Regions from separate parts of the Canis lupus genome. Here region 2 is linked to region 1. A link is a contact called in public Hi-C data. All regions are on one chromosome and are shown on one strand. The core of a region is the stretch at or near the end of the contact, and the rest is flanking DNA. Distances in the headings are between cores, read along the strand shown.

Region 1 (4,232 bases), core at 818-3,317:
CATGAACTGCAACTTCTTGGTTATGATGCCTTGCAATGTTTCTCATTTCTGGCTACAAATTTTCCACTGTGGCCAGGATGTCCTCCTGCTGGTAGGTCCATGACTGCCTGACTCTGCTGTGCAGGGTTATGACCGTGACGCCCGCAGACCTACCAGGGCAGTGTGCAAACCGAGTAGCATCTCCTCCCCACCCTGCACCTGTGCCAATCTTGCCAGGGCCACTGCCCACACCTACAGAACAGAGTGATTAATGTCATCAGTTGAGGTTGGTGTAAGTGGCAGGCCCCATACCCTGAGCTGCAGTGCAAGCAGCAGCTGTACTGTACCTACCACTAAGCCTTTCTTGATGCTTCTGCACATATAAGCCACACCCCAGGAATAATGGAAGTGATCCCGCTCATAACACTTGGAGAACAAGTTGTTGGCTAAAGACAGATGTTCTGATCTCTTCCATCAAGCCAAGAAGGCATGAGGGTGAGGTCTAGACAAGACTGAGGATGTGGGGGCACCTGGGTGGCTCAGCTACTTAGCATCTGCCTTTGGCCCAGGGTGTGATCTCGGGGTCCTGGCATCGAGTCCCACATTGGGCTCCCTGCATGGAGCCTGCTTCTCCCTCTGCCTATGTTTCTGCCTCTGTCTCTCTTGTGAATGAATGAATGAATGAATGAATGAATAAATAAATAAATAAATAAAATCCTTTAAATAAAGAATAAGGATGTAAATGTTATCTAAAAAACAAATTTCATGATGAATTGAATGCCTAAATTCAGAACAACTGCTTACATTTCATTTACTCATTCTTTTATTGTCTCGGTGAATACTTACTAATGGCAAATTGCTAAGTAGATGCTGAATATTTAACTACATACAGGCACATATAGTTTCTACCTTTATGCAAATTGAATAAACAGACAATGAATGATAAGTCAAGGCCACAAGGGGTACGAAAGGAAAAGTAGGAAAAGTGCGTGCACGGCACCAAGGATGAACAAAGCAGGCTGATTAAGGAGGCTTTAGGGGCAGATAAGGCTTTCTGGAAAAATTTCACCTCTACAATAAGACCTGCAGCATGAATACGACGAAGGCAACCCCGGTAAAGGAAAGACTGCTCTTGACAAACAAACAAACAAAAAACCCAGCATGGGCAAAAAGTAGCAAGACGAGTTACAAGGCAATGAAATTCAGAAGTGAAAGTAGAAACCATAGGGCTCTCTAAAGCCCAAAGATCTTTGGGAGTTTGAACTCGATCTTAAACGCAGTGAAGAGCCACTTAAGAGTTTCGCACTCCATCATATTTGCTTTATCAAAATATCACTCTGTGAGGAACAAAAGGGAGTGGAGGCTGCGGTCAGAGTAGGTACCGCTACAGTTCACAGAAAGGGAGGAGGAATCCGGCCGGATTGGGGTATGGAAAATTGTGGGGTTTGCACGTGAAAAAAAAAAAAAAAAAGTTAAAAGGCAGAACTGACCGGACGGGTGATCGACGGGGCATGGAAAGGCTGGGGGAGAGTTTAAAAATCAATAAGGAAAATTTCCCAGGCTGCTGAGGCGGTCAGTAGCCATGTGGATGCTCGCGCTGAAGAGCCACAGGCAGCCAGACGAAGAACCCGGCGCTGAATATTTCAGGTATCTGGAACTTCCCTAATAACGTCCCGTTAATCCGAAATTCGCTTCCTACTTTGGCTTTCATATCCCTCCCAGATGCCTCTCTTCAGCAGGCCGACCGCTTCGGCGGGCAAACCACTCTGGAGATTCTCCTCACAAGAGGGAGCCCGCGAGCACGATCTCCAAGACGGGGAAACCGCAAAACTAAAGTGAACAGGAAGCTCGTCGAACGCTCCGAAATACCCACCCTTCACGATCTCCCGGCGGCTCCGCCCCTAAAAGCCAACGACTGCGCGCAGAAAAGCGCCCCCAGGCCGACGCGCTGACTGGAGACTCCGCCCTCCAGAGGCCGGGGAGCTGCAGACGCCGGATGTGGAGGCTCGGGTCGGGTCACGTGGGCAGCCCGGCGGGGCGGGGCGGGGCGGGGCGGGGCTCTGCCGCGTCCCTGGCGGCGCCGGCGCCTCACGTGACCGCCCGTCCGCCGCCCAATGGGGGAGCGCGGCGGAGAATTTCGAATGTGCTCGCGTTAGCTGGCGGGCGACCCGCTGGCGGAGCCTAGGGCTGGAGGGTCCGAAGCTCGGGATACCCCGGCAGGACGGCCTCGCGGAACTCTGGGATGCAAGGAGGGCGACAGCTGCGGCACAGGTGGTGACCAAGGTACTGTTTGGGACGTACCTGCGGGAGGAGGATTTCCGGGCCTTCTCCGGGCGACACCCCCACGTCCGCTTCGCGGGAGCCTCTCCGAGAAAGAGGAGGCCGCGGGTCTTCCAGGTGTGGAACGGGGGTGTTGTGGCCCCCGTGCCTCTTCCTCCAGGGATCTCTCTGTCGTTCTGAGTTCGGTGTGGGGGCCGTGGAGTCGGGTTGACCCGGTGCCTTTCTCTGCTCACCCACCCGGCCTGAGCCTTCCCACGCCCCCGTTTACTCTGGTTAAATACACGGGTACGCTAACTTTCCGCCTTGCAGGATTTTGTGGATTCGGTGATGTGTAGAGGCATCCATGGCACCTCCAAAAGCCGCGCTTAACGTAAGGGCACACAAACTGGCAGCTCTTTGTGCGGCGCGATTCCGTCGGTGTCCTTGTTTTGCTGTTTCGGTCACCCTTGATCGCTGCCCTACCTGGCTGCCGCGTTCCGCAGCAGGAATGCTGAAAGAATGATGGCGGAGATCAAATATTCTAGCTTCTTCTGAATCTAGACCCCTCACCCGAATACAGACGGACTCGTCCTGCGCTGTGACCTGTTTCATGCGTTGTCTCCACCGTACCCCATGTTAATGGGCTAGACAGGGAACTTTGGGTACACCAAATCTCTTCTGTGATTTTAAGTTGCTTGAAGGGAATCACGAAAGATATTTAGGTAAGGCTTTGCTAAACTAACTTGATCGGTCACTTAATCTGTATGGCTATCAAACATCTCCGATTAGAACTTCAAAAACTCCATTGTGGGGACGCCTGGGTGGCTCAGTGGTTGAGCATCTGCCTTTGGCCCAAGTCGTGACCCTGGGATCGAGTCCCGCATCAGGCCACCCGGGAGCCTGCTTCTCCCTCAGCCTATGTCTCTGCCTCTCTCTCTGTCTCTAATGAATTAAAAAAAAAAAAAAAAAAAAAGAAGAAGAAAGAAAAGAGAAAGAGAGAAAGAAAGAAGAAAGAAAGAAAGAAAGAAAGAAAGAAAGAAAGAAAGAAAGAAAGAAAGAAAAATTCCATTGTGATACATTGTTTTGTACAACTTAACGTTAGTGCTTTAAAAAAAATAGTTGTGCTTGCTTTACCAGAAACATCTCAGTATGTGTTGTGCCTCCACTGTCAGAAAATAATAAATGAGATCTACATATCTATAGTTAATACCTCCAGACACTGTATAGAGGAAAATAAGTAAGGTCTGGAGAAGATATCTGAGAAAAGATAAGGTACAGTAAAATATTTGACTAACTTAGAGGAGATGGAGGTATCTTTTGTAGTGAAAATTGTGTATATGGTTGTAGGAAATAAGAATTTTATTCTTATAAACTGTAAGAATAAGAATTTTATTCTTATAAACTGTATTGCCGGTTTCCTTTTGTAATTTTAAGATCTGCAGAGTGCAATCTAGGTTAAAAGATGCTCATGAAAAGTAGTTTGATAGGCTTAGTAGCAGAATATTGAACCAAATCTGACTTGCAGCATTGAAAAATTTAAGTATATTCATGTATTAGCATATGACACTATCAGCACTTGTTTTGCCACTTTTAACAGTATGTAGAACAACCATTATTTAATGGATTGTTTGCTATATTCATGACTTACTAGGAGCTAACAGACCTGAGTTTTAAAAATAAACTTTGAGAAAACTAGCATGTTCCCCTGCCTCAGTTCCTATTCTTTCTAGCTCTATAATTGTTATGATAGTCTATTAAAACTGTATATAGTGCTACATAGTTTAAAAACCTGAAGATTACCTTGACTTTCTTGAGTGTGTGCATATCTTAAGTGTTGGGTTAAAAGAGCATGGAAGAAAGTTAATCAAGTGAGGGAAGAACTGGAAAACAAAGCCCACATATATCATTACCTCTAAATTAATGCTGTAAGTCTAGTAAATACTAAAACAGTAAATGTTGGTCATAAACATGGTCTGTAGGAAACATAACAACAT
Region 2 (4,232 bases), core at 777-3,276, 190 kb after region 1:
TTGTAAGGATTTTAAAGTTCTTAGGGACCAAGACAATAATTTATTCATCATTTCAATTCCTTGTAAAGGATCTTTGCTATAATAGGCACTTAAAAAAATTTGTGAACTTAATTACATTTAGAATGACAAACTTTTGACTTAAGACTTTACAAATAACACATGGATGGTGAAATTTATAAATTATTAGGAATTCCCCATTTCATTGTTCTAGGATATTGCTTCCTCATTTATTTTTTCTACCAATTGAGTCTTTTAATTCACCTCCTTCATGAATACATTCCACAGTATTTTATAGTTTAGTTATAATGGTTGCCTTGAAGAATGCTGCTCTAGTGGCTAGCACCTCTAAGCTTCACTGGCGATTTGGGAGAGACTGATATGCCACAGTAAAGCTTTGCTCTTGGTGCTGACACTCATAATATGGCTGTGCTTTTTTCCCTAACTCTAGGTAACTAAGGAGGACTGATAATTGCATGTATTTTAGTGTCAAATGCAGAATCCTATTGACAGAATTTGTTAAGGCAACTACAAAGTGGACAGGCCTTACATAAAGTTACAGACTTGTACAAAGCCCTTAGTGCTTCCCTTGTTCTCAAATCTCTAAATACCACTCAGAAATCCCTAGCACCTTGCGTCTATCATCCCCAGGACTCTTACCCTATATCTTCTACCTTCTCTTCCAGGAAATAGTTGAAGAGTGAATCAAAGATGGTAATGACTGGTAACGTGTTCTTTTAACTGGGACTATCTGAGACAAACCTAAGGTAATTCTAATGTAAGGATTTGTAGGCATGGTGGCAAGGCAATGAGAAGACAACAGGACCTTGAGCTAGTCATGTTTAAAAAGTTTGTGTCTTTGCAGAGCTTAATACAAGCCTCAGTCCAAAGTTACCTACTTAAGGGACTTCTAAGCCTACCAATTCTAAAGTAGTGCCCCTTCATATCAAAGTATTGCTTTCTCCATTACACTTGTCACTGTGAAACGATCTTATTTATTGGTTTAGTGGATGGTTATCCCCACTAGAGTATAAGTTCCAAGAAATAGGGATTACCTTATATTTCATTATATTCCTAGCACTGACACAAAGTAGGTACTCAATAGTTATTTGTAAAATGAAAGAATTGAATGCTTATACATACAGACATACCTTCATTTACATGCTATCCAGTCACTTAAAATGCTTAGGGGGAGAAGAATATTTATATTAAGTATCTGAGAGTGACAATATACAATTTTTTTCAAATGTGAATAATATGTCCTAAACATTTTTTTTAAAGTTTTTCATAGAGTTTCTAAAAGACTAGAATCCTGTAAATTCTATTCAGATTCTAAGCTAAGTGTTTTGTATCCCCTATATGTGTGGAACATGGCAAGTACTCTCCAAATACACTTTCATTAAAACCTTATAAAAAGAGGGTGCTTGGCCGGCTCAGACTGAAGAGCGTGCAACTCTTGACTTCAGGGTCGTGAGTTCAAGCCCTACACTGGGTGAAGAGAATACTTAAATAAATAAACTTAAAACCTAACAAAGGTGTAACCCCAATTTAAAGAAAATCCTATGCTTAAAATGAGTTTGCCACAATATTTTAAAAAGTCAGTATGTGTTGTGTAACACATTCAAATTTTAATATATTTAAATACTTTTTAAAGGCTAGTTATTAAAATGTAAATATTCTCAAAGACTTTGTTTCTGTTCCACAGGTACCAAATATAATCACGGAATTTAAAGTAGTTCTTTAGGCTAAAAGAACTACATGCAGTATGCATGTACTTGCACAAAGAAGGACCTAAAATTGATGGTCACCACCAGAAAAATGACTACTTATTCCCTGATCGCCAGTACAATTAATAGGCCAACGGCCCCGAGGAAGCCCATGGCTAAATTCATCCCAGGGGAATTGAGTTGCTTGCTAAACCAAAGAGAAGATGGTGAGCATAGTGCCCAAGACCACGTCCTTTAAGTTTCTTGCCCTCCAGATCTAGTAAGGAAGCTGGCAGAAAACACAAGAGAGGGAAGGAAGGAGAGAAAGTAGGAGCGGGAGAGAAAGGAGAGGGAGAGGGAAAGAAACGGAGCGAGCCCCAGTGGGAGAAATGGGCGGGGACCTGCCTGGAGAAACAATTGCGCGCCAAGCCACGCCCCCGTTTCCTAGGTAACCGGGTAAACAGACTTTCATCGGCTTTCCTCGGTGAACTCCGCTAGGTGTAAATTAGTAGGCAGGAAGCTGTGGGCAGGGAGTCCGAGTGGAGATGTGTTCTTTTGTGAGACTGGGGTCCCCTAAAGGGTTGAAGCACCACAAGATATTAGGAACTTCCCTTGAGCCAGTTACAGCTTTTCCTTTAGAGATGAGTGACGTTAAAGGAATGAGGGTGTCAGAGAGGAAATCTCCTCGGAGCATGGAGGTTGGGCTCACCCACGAAGGAAAGGATGACTTAGGAGAGACGGGGGTCCTTATGGGAGCAAGATCTCCCATAAGGGAGTTAGGGTTCAGAGTGGGATTAGGAAAAGAAGATTCCTCATGCAGGGAGAGCCTCCTGGTTGGTAACAAATTTGAAGAAAGGATAACATCACCAGAAACAAAATTTCCATTGGGGATGGAGCTTGAAATGAAATTAAAAAGACAGAATCTTTCTGGAACCCTCCCGGAGAGGAGTAATTTAGGAGTCTATGGGGTCTCAGCCTCCCAGGAAACAAAATCTTCTCCAGGTATGTTGCCAGGAAGAAAGGGTGTAGAGAATGAGTATCTTATGGCAGGATGTTCTGGAAGGATAATACAGCCTCACTTGGGCATGGTATGTGAAAATCCACAGACTCTAAGGAGCAGGAAAGGTTCTGTGGCTGGTTCCTCTGAAGGGTTAAGGGCTTCACTGGAGATGCAGCCTACTTTGGATATGGAACCTAGACAGGAACTGGAAAAAGAGACTTGTGTGGTGGTGAAGCCCAGTGCAGAGATGAAGCCTCCTGTGGATGTGGAGGTGGACACTGGTCTACCCAAACTAGAAGAGCCAGATGAAACAGGGCCCCAAATAGGTTTGGTGATAGAACCTACTGAGAGCCAGTTTGCCCAACAACCTGAGGAGAGAAAGGAGGCTGAAAACACTGAACCAGGAGTGGAGCCTCCAGATCGCATCAGACCGGTATACTCTGGGAAATTTTTTGATCGGATGCCTTGCTGGCCAAGTGTAAGTGGTTTTTTTTTTTTTTTTTTTTTTTTTTCCTAGTACTTTCCCAGGATCTATGTATATCCATGTCTTAATCAAAATGATAAACTGATGAGTTTGGATTCATGGAGTCAAAAGTTTCCCTGAGCTTCTGATATTCCTTGTCCCATTGGATTCTTTCCAGCTTTCACTTTGTCTGATTTCATCTCATTCTTTGCCTCCCTTCCTAGATTTCAGCTTTGTGTTCTATGCACACCAGTGGTTCCTCTTGATTTCTCCTGCCTTTCTCCTTTGACCTTCATTTTATTTCTTAATCTGCATTTTCTCAACCCTCTCACCAAGATACATATTGCATCCTAATTGTCATATAATGAAGAAAAAAAGGAAAAAAAATTCCCCATTCATTATTTATTCTGTGAGTTACTCCTTTCAGCAAAGACTTGTGGTGGTGGTGCTGTTGCCCGTTTTGCTAGATACAATATAAAACAAAAAAATATATATATTATCCATATACTCTAGGTTGAGGCACTCATTCCAATGTTAGAGACAGATAACTAAAAACTGTTATATAGGTGTTCAAATGAATAGAAAACAAATGTGATAATTTCTTAATAGAAATGTACTCTAAGCACAGAACTCAGTGGAAAGATTGGGCAGCTCTGTTTGAAGGAATTGGAAAAGGCTTTGCAGAGGAAGAAATATTTGAGCTAATTTAGAAATATTTGGGCTCATTTGAACTAATATGTCAGATGAAAAAAAAGTTTGGAGTGTTTTTGGCAAAGAAAGGCAGAGAACATAACCAAAATTAAGAAGAAATATAAGCAATTCTTTTTATTCAGCATGGTGTTGATACAAATGAAAAATACACAGAAGAAATCTAAACATCCAAAATATAAGAGTAAAACATATGGAAACAGAAGTAATGATGGATAAAATTTGCCTTTCGGAAAGATAATTCTGATATCAGTAGTAACAATGGATTAGAAGGGGAGATATTTAATGACAGGAAAAAGTTAGAAGGCTTAATCAAAGCAATTATGGATGGAACTTAATGTAGAGTTAGAAAGAGAGG

What was found. A called contact is a pair of places that touch in the nucleus more often than the background predicts.
Region 2: a Hi-C map of blood shows a contact between it and region 1, with 2.4 times the contacts expected there. The contact joins the promoter of EFHB here to the promoter of SGO1 in region 1. A contact is called at or near these places in 3 of 9 Hi-C or Micro-C datasets (amygdala and blood).

What each region holds. Positions count from the first base shown.
Region 1 is chr23:23,651,655-23,655,886 of UU_Cfam_GSD_1.0, forward strand. SGO1 (shugoshin 1) reads left to right here and starts at 2,068. Exons shown (of 8, transcript XM_038570730.1): 1 at 2,068-2,262.
Region 2 is chr23:23,845,918-23,850,149 of UU_Cfam_GSD_1.0, forward strand. It overlaps EFHB (EF-hand domain-containing family member B), which reads left to right and starts at 2,027. Exons shown (of 12, transcript XM_038570733.1): 1 at 2,027-3,181. The coding sequence starts at 2,249.